Linked DNA regions of Sus scrofa: region 1 is linked to region 2. A link is a contact called in public HiChIP or PLAC-seq data. All regions are on one chromosome and are shown on one strand. The core of a region is the stretch at or near the end of the contact, and the rest is flanking DNA. Distances in the headings are between cores, read along the strand shown. Region 1 holds the start of HOXD12 (homeobox protein Hox-D12). Region 2 holds the start of LNPK (protein lunapark).

What was found. HiChIP or PLAC-seq counts read pairs in DNA pulled down with a chosen protein or histone mark.
Region 1: an H3K27ac HiChIP or PLAC-seq map of skeletal muscle shows a contact between it and region 2. The contact joins the promoter of HOXD12 here to the promoter of LNPK in region 2. A contact is called at or near these places in 3 of 47 Hi-C or Micro-C datasets (adipocytes, fibroblasts and skeletal muscle) and 2 of 2 datasets of contacts at active chromatin or transcription factors (alveolar macrophages and skeletal muscle).

What each region holds. Positions count from the first base shown.
Region 1 is chr15:81,899,703-81,903,705 of Sscrofa11.1, reverse strand. HOXD12 (homeobox protein Hox-D12) reads right to left here and starts at 2,744. Exons shown (of 2, transcript XM_021076048.1): 1 at 2,101-2,744; 2 at 1,379-1,950. The coding sequence starts at 2,674. The coding sequence ends at 1,712.
Region 2 is chr15:81,803,420-81,807,047 of Sscrofa11.1, reverse strand. LNPK (protein lunapark) reads left to right here and starts at 1,386. Exons shown (of 13, transcript NM_001244263.1): 1 at 1,386-1,491. It overlaps LOC102158914 (a long non-coding RNA gene), which reads right to left and starts at 2,141. Exons shown (of 2, transcript XR_002339478.1): 1 at 1,917-2,141; 2 at 459-1,108.

The DNA.
Region 1 (4,003 bases), core at 1,495-3,994, 95 kb before region 2:
GCCCCATGGCAGCTTGGCTGGGACCTGGATATTTATTTCCACTCAAAACATTTCTATCTGTCTGATATATACAGGCTATTATTTTTGACAAAATCAAAACAAAACAAAACATGCACAAAAATTATTAGATAGCAGAAAAAATGCAATTCATCAGCTGAGGTCAGTTGGACTGAGGCTCAGGGCTCGCTGTGAGGTGCCCACTACAGATCAAGGGCCTGGTCCTCCACTAAAAAGAAATCATCAAACTTTGGGGAGGAATTTTCAACTCCTTGGCTGTTGCACACCTCACTAGGAGTTGGGGGGGGTGCTGCTACTTTGAAGGAGAAGGAAAAGAGGCAGAGGTGGTAGAAGGAGCTGGGGGGGCGGCTCAGGTTCACTGAGGTTAAAGCTGGACACCCCTACACACCCAGAACATCTCTATCTGGCATTTGGCACCCCCAGTCTACAAGCAAGCCCAGCAGGGCCCTGGACCTCCAGCTCTGCTGGGGCAGGTCAGACATGGCCTCAGAAAGGGCACAGTGGTGGGCCTCTGGTGGAGTTGGTGGGGAGTAGAGAGGGGAACTTCTACTTCTCTACTTGGTCAAGAGCAGAGAAGGGGCTGAGGATCTGAAAGGGCTCCTTTCTAGCCCTCCTGACTGTTAGCTGGCTGGGAAGACTTCACCTCTCCCTGTAGTGGCCATTTACTGTCATTCGAGGAAGAAAGAAAAAGTTGACACCTTTGCTCACTTTGATGACCAGAAAGCCATTTTTACCATCTGAATGTAGGATCCCCTCTCCCCACTTTCCTGGCTCACTCCCTCCTCCCATGAATATTTCCCCCTCCTCCTAGTGCAACCCAACCTCAAAGCCTACTAGCAGCTCTCCTCATCAGAGGTCAGCTCTGAGGGCCCAGTTACAGAGTACAGGACTCTGGCCTAGGCATGTGTGAGGAGGTGGCAGGAGTAGGGGAATTTTACCAGTCCAGTCTGGAGATTGCAGTTTGCTGTGGAGCCCCAGCCTCCCTCATCCCATCCATGGGAAGGAAGTATCCAGTCCATTCTGCCCAGCTGGAGGGGCCAGCCCAGCCCAGACTATGAGGTTTCTCTGGAGTTTGTCTGGACACCACGCCCCTTACCCCGTTTCTCCTGAAGTCTGAAGGTCTAGGTTTGCTATTGTCCTCCCAAACCAGCCAGGACAGACAGGACTAGGGATTGTGCCCTTTCTTTCCTTCAGAGTTGAAATTTTGGCTTTGTCACAAGGGGCTTTGGCAGCATATAAACAGAATTGTGCCCTTATCCCTTTCAACCCTGCCCCGGGAGGCCTTCCTAAATTCAGTTCCACTCTGAGCTCTAGTTAGGTAACCGCTAGATGCTGAGCCGACTGGAAAGGGAAGGGGAGACCAATGAGGTGGAAGCAGAAATCCAAGCACAAAGTGCTAGAGTGAGCCCTGGGTATAACGCCCCAGCCAAGAATTAGGACAGGCGACCCCAGACCTTTACTCTGAAAGCCTCAAGGCCAAGGTTGTGCTGCAGCTTCTACAGGCTTCTTCCAGAAAGGGGAAAGTGTGGACCCCCCAGTTGGCAGGATGCTGGCTTCTGGGGCTGCCATTTGAGCAGGAGGGTATCTGAACCAGCAGAGAAGGAGCAGAAGAAAGGCCCTATCCCCTCTCTTCCTGCAAGCCAGGCTTCGGTGAAAAAAGGCAGGCCCAGCCCCGCCGAAGCCACACCCGGGGCTAGTACAGCGACAGCGCCTGCTCGCGCAGCACCACGCGCTTCTTCTTCATACGCCGGTTCTGGAACCAGATTTTGACTTGCTGGTCGCTGAGGTTCAGCCTGTTGGACAATTCCTTGCGCTTCTGCCGGTTGATAAATTCGTTGAGAAGGAATTCGTTCTCCAACTCGGCAATCTGCTGCTTAGTGTAGGGTTTCCGCTTCTTGCGAGCCCTCCCCGGGGCCGCCCCCCACGGCAGGCCTGCAACACAGCCCCAACCTAGGTCAGCCCAGCCCGCTCCTTGTTGCCTGCCCGCCCCTGGCGGCTCCCTCCCTCTACACACTCTCCCCTGCACCCCACCTCCCACCCCGGCCCGGGGAGCGTTGCTCGGGGAGCGTGGCCACCGTTTACCGTCGGGCAGCGAAGGTCGCAGGCAGGAGGCGACGCCTGCCGCCTGCACTGTCATGTTCAAGTTGAGCGGGCCCTTGACGTCGTCCTTGAAGCCAGCAGAGCAGGGTGTCCCCTCGAGCAGCGCCGAAGAGCCCGGCGCTACACGGCCCACGCCCGCGTAGTCGTACTTGGCTGCTTTGAGAGCAGCGGCCGCGGGGGCCAAGCTTGACTCAGGGATGAAGGGCGGCCGCACACGGCCACGCTCCTCCGGCCCGGCAGCCGCGTCGGGAGTATAAAACTTGGCCTGTTCTTCGGATCCGTCCTTGGCACCCAGGGGCTGCAGGCCAAGAGGCCCAGAGCCAGCCAGGTAGGGCTGGGGAAAGCTGCCGAAGGCCGTGGCACCGGCGGTCTGCGCTGGGGCGCAGGAGGCGGGCGTGGTGGCCCAGGGCAGCGCGCCGCGCGGGTATGAGATGGGGGGAAGCGCGGCCAATTGGCCGCCATTCGGCCGCAGGTTGGAAAAGTAGAAGGAGTCTGGCGACTGCAGATTCAGAAGCGAGCCCACATAGCCCGCTCTGTAGAGACTGCGCTCACACATCTCCAACAAAGGGCTTGGGCTGCGCTTGCAGCAGTATTTAGTTACAACTGGGAATAAGAGGACAGGCTCTGACGATTGGACGAAACTTTGCCTGCAGGTTCTTCAAAGCCGGTCATTTCAGCACCGCCTACATCCCCCGACCCGTTTTCCCCCCCTTCAGGGTATTATGATAACACCCGAAATATTTGATGGCCAAGGACGAGGCTGCCAGGCAGAGCTAAGGCATTTAGAGCGGAGATAAAGCCTCTTTGAGTTTTCTGGAGGCTTTCAGGAGCTGGGGGCATCCCCATCGGGTGCCTTTGCCTCAGTGTCCCTTGGGACCCTTCTTGGTCTGATTGGCTTTGCATTCCTGTTTTCTGCTGGCTACCTGGGCCAGGCTTGCTTCTATCAGCTTTAAATTGCAATTGAGGCCTTTTCCAGTAGGCACATTCCTTAGCTTGTCCAGAGAGCTCTTGGTCTGGTGGGACCACCAGCTCCGTCTGAATAAAGCTACTCCTACCCTCTCCCTCTCCACCTCACCTTTCTGGACTGGACTCTGCACGAGTGATCTGTCAGTGAAGACCCAGCACTGCCCTAGCCCTGGGTCCCAGGCTGTGGGCATAGTTCGCTGATGAAGGAGGAATGCATCACAAAGTCTGCCCAAGTTTGGCGCCCAAAAGGGAGGCTTCACACCACTCCTGGTGTGCTTATCCATGACCCAGCCCTCTGCCCCTAAGAAAGTCACCATCCAAGTCCATGGAGAATGCTGACCCAGGCAGATTGATTGGCCTGCGGTGGCCAAAGGCTACAATCCTTTAATCACCAGGAGTCCACCTTAGCGACTACAGCCTGCAAACCAGAACTCCAAGGTGTTCATCCACTCCATGGCGTGCAGGACGAGCGTCCCAGACCTGGTTGGGAAGAACGGAAGAGCCAGAGCCACAGGTCGGGAACAGCGGGGTGCACGGAGGCAGCGGGCTAGCAGCGTTTCTTTGCTCAGCGCCTCCAGGGGCGCGCGGGCTGCTGGCGGGTTCGGAGGTCTGGCGAACAGGGAGGCGGCGGGCAGTGCTCCCTCGCCCCGAGCTGTGTGGCAGCCCTCGCCGCAGTTCCTCCGGTCTAGTGTGGCCGGAGGGCTAAGGGTCCTCCTTTCCGGCCTTCGGTCCCAAGACCCCCAGGAACCCCGTGAATGGCGCCCGCCCTAACCTGCAGACGCCTCGCGGTCCCTGAGCCAAGCTGGAATTGGTTAGACCGCCAGCTCAGGCACTGAGACCACACAGGCGCCGCCGGAGGGCCAGGCTGACCACCGCGCTGCGACTTTATTGTGTGAGTTATGGCGACCAATTGGGCGGC
Region 2 (3,628 bases), core at 137-2,636:
AAACTACAAAACAAATTATTAGCGAGTAGAAAATAATTCCTTATTCTCTTAGGAAGAGATCATCCTGAGGTGGGGAGATGTATTTGCATAACTGCACAGGCCTTTTTTTAAACAAACAAAACTTTGAATTGCAAAGGATGAAAAACAAAATGGTTAAATTTTCATGCCAAAATAGATAAAATGTTTTCTTCTCATTTTCTTTTAGATTTGTAAAGTGACCCAGATTACACAAGAAGAAACTTTGGTTCCCTTCCCCTCACATTTACAAGGCTGGAACTAAAGATTTTAGCAGTTAAGGAACTCCACAGTGAGTCATCTGATAGCTTCCAGTATAATAAATTATTCTTACCAAGTAGATACTATGCTCACTTTCTTTTACTTAACCTGTTTGGTGTCAAGGTTTAAACATAGCATATTAAAATGATTATACTCTTTAAAAATAATGGACACTTTAAAAATTATTTTAAAATGTGTATGTAACTAAATAGAAAAATCCCATGAAAAATATCTGTACACAGGGGTTAAACATGACAAAAGCTTTTGCTGAAGTTTCTCTACGCCCACACAACTTAGTGCGGTTCAAGTACCATTTGTTATTTAGACCTGTCATTCCCAGTTGACTAGGAAATTTAATGCTTTTTAGCCACTGTTTTAAAACTGAGGCAAATAAAACCTGGGTGGTTTATTTGCGGGCCTAGTACCAGCACCTGTGACAGGAGTGTTCTTGGCTAAGAGTTTTAAGATAGAAAAATCAGCTTATGTTGTTATCCACAGGCTTTAAATCAATATCATTGTGCCTTTGACGCTAACCACACACTGGTGAGGTAAGCATCCAGTCACAAAAGACCCTTTTTGACGTCCAGAAGTCATAAAAGCCTCAAGCACTCCTGGAGTCTAGGCTGAATTTCTCCGCTGGCATGTTTGGGAACTGGTCTCTTCCAAGCTGTGTAGTATTAACTTGCTCTTCTGGCGGCTGGACGACAGCTGATTGGTGACTCTTCGGGGCGGACTCATCTCCACCCCCAAGCCCGCTCTTCTATCTCTCGGTCTAGGACCATCAGGACTAATTTTGGGGTTTTCTTTAGCCGGTGAGACTTGGCAGAACAGGCTGTAAAAGAAAACGAAGCAGAGGAGGAGCAAGAAGTAACCCCTTTGGTAAGAGTCATAATAAATGGCAATCCACCTCTGAGATGCGACGATGAGCACCCTACTTGGCCACGGAAACCACAGGGACAACTGCCCTGGGGCCAACTGTCCGCCGCGCCCCCAACTGCCCGCCCGGTCACGATCACGTGACGGGGGAGCGGCGCGCGCTGGCCGCGGCTCCGATTGGCCGGCGGCGGGAGCGCGGGGTTTGATGGGAAGGTGTTGGCCGGGCCTCCAGCTCTGTCAGGGGTGGCTGCTGCCTGCTCTGGAGGCGAGCTCCGTGGTGGCGGCCGAAGGTGGCAGAGGTGGACGCTAGCGCCGGGCTTTGCCCGCTTCTTGTTGAAGGTAGAGGGCTCAAAATGAAGGCCGGTGGGAGAGTTCGGCAGTGGGGAGGCGCTCTGAGCTTTTTCCTGGGAAATACTCTGCTGGTCCCCACGCTTGCTTCTCCCAGGCGCCTCCGCCCCACGCGGAGTGGCCTAGGAGCTCTGTGGCGGCGGCTAGTCGAACTCCTGCCCGGCTGCTCGTTCACCCAGTCTCGCCGCCGGATCCCCTTATTGTCCCAGCACAGTGGCAAGGGTGGCCCTGGAGTGCTGGAGACCCCTTTCTGTCTCCCAATGGGGAATTGGTTCCCCAGCCTTTTCTCGGAGATTTCGGGGTTGGGTGGGGCGGTGACTGGGACGAGCTGAGCATTGACTCTTTGGCCCACTTCTGTGTTTGAGAGAAAGGTCAGAAGGTTTTACACTAAGCTATTGCTTTGAGTGGGTTCTTACCCATGTGGTCTTTTTCTGAGTTGTGCGGCGGTGCCGAGAGTTGGAAAGATCGTGAGGGACCGAAAACTGTCAGTGTCATGCTGCTCGGCCCATCCTTGTGGGCGTGGATTGTGCGCTAGCTACTTAGAGAAGCCTCTGTACCTCTGTTGTCCTTATTTGAGCGACGGTGGGCGGTGTAAGGGGTGGAGGGAAGGGCGAGGTTTCGTGTGTGTCATGGACGAGGCAGAAGGGGAAGAACAAGAATTAAAACAACAGTAGTTTTAATTCTTGAACACTGCGTATGGGATTTGAGAGAGAGCTGGGATTAGCGAACTCAGTTTTGCTGATGGTGCTCTCACTGTACTAAGTAAAATCTGAGTCACAGAATTTTCCACGTTCCGCTTTTCCCAGTAGGCTTCTGTTTTGTGGCACCTAGTGTCGATTGTTTTCTCTTTTCCCTGTGGCCTGGGTGTCACCATTGGCAAAATTGTCGTCACAAAATTCAACAGCAGTTTGTATGGATGTGAGTAAGCTTGGTTTCAGGCATATGTTCAAACTGGCAGGGAATGCTAATCTCTTGTTCTCATCGACTCTCATATCTTCATTTTAGAACGAAGTCGATTTTGAACAATTTTCTCCTTTTTTTTGGAACACATTTTTTAAAAAACGAGTGACGCTTTTGAAATTAGAATTTCAAGTTTTCTCTGTCATCTACTGGGATCAGCCCAATGCTGTTAAAAACTTAGTGTTTATATATATTATTAACTTGAAAAAATGTAAGAAAAGGAAGAAATTATATGGCTTACTACAGGTATGATTTATTACAGAAATCTTTTAATCAAAGAGTCATTTTTTGTAGTATTTAATTCAGAATGAACATTGACTTACCATGAAGACTAGAACTTAATCATTATATAATAAAAGTGCTTTTAGAGCTGTATTTCTTTTCAGTGATTTTAGTTTTGAGTGATAAATGTGGTTTGGGATATTTCAGAATTGTCTTTCAGTTAGGATATTTGGAAGTTAGTGTTCTAGAATAGACACTTTTAATCTCAAGTTGAATAGTAAAATGCGTTGTAGTGGTGGTGTTGATGGTGACTGAATAGTTTCTACTTAAGTTTGGAACTTGATAAACATAAAAGTAAACTTCCTTTGCTGTTAAAGGCCTACGAAGTTATTTTTAATGAAGAGTCTTCAGATTATTTTGCTTTATTTTTTATACTGGAGAAAATGAGAACAATACAATTTCAGTTAAAATGCAAACTAATTTTATTTTCCAGTTTTAAAATTATGAAATAGGTCCTTTATAAGAAGTTAGAAATGTGTTCCATATGAGAAGTATTGCTGTACTACATGTGTTTTCTGGCAATAGTAATAATAATGACTATAATTTATTATGCACTTATTTGTTGGGCACTGTGCCAAGTGATAATGTAATTTCTTGTAATTCATAGAACAATTCTGTGAAGTGTACATATTTTCACCACTTTACAGACGCTGAAACTGAGGCTTAGAGAGTTTAGTTTACTGAAGATCACATAGCTAGTATGTGGTTGAGTCATATTTTGATTCCAGGCCTTTTTTATTCCACTATTTCGAAATGACTTGAAGTAAGCTGAAGATTTAAGAATAACATGTCCGAGATTCTGACACCTAAACCTGAATGTGAATAGCAGTTAGTAGAAAACATACAGATAATATGGTGAGCTTTATTACTTATTGAAAAACACGTT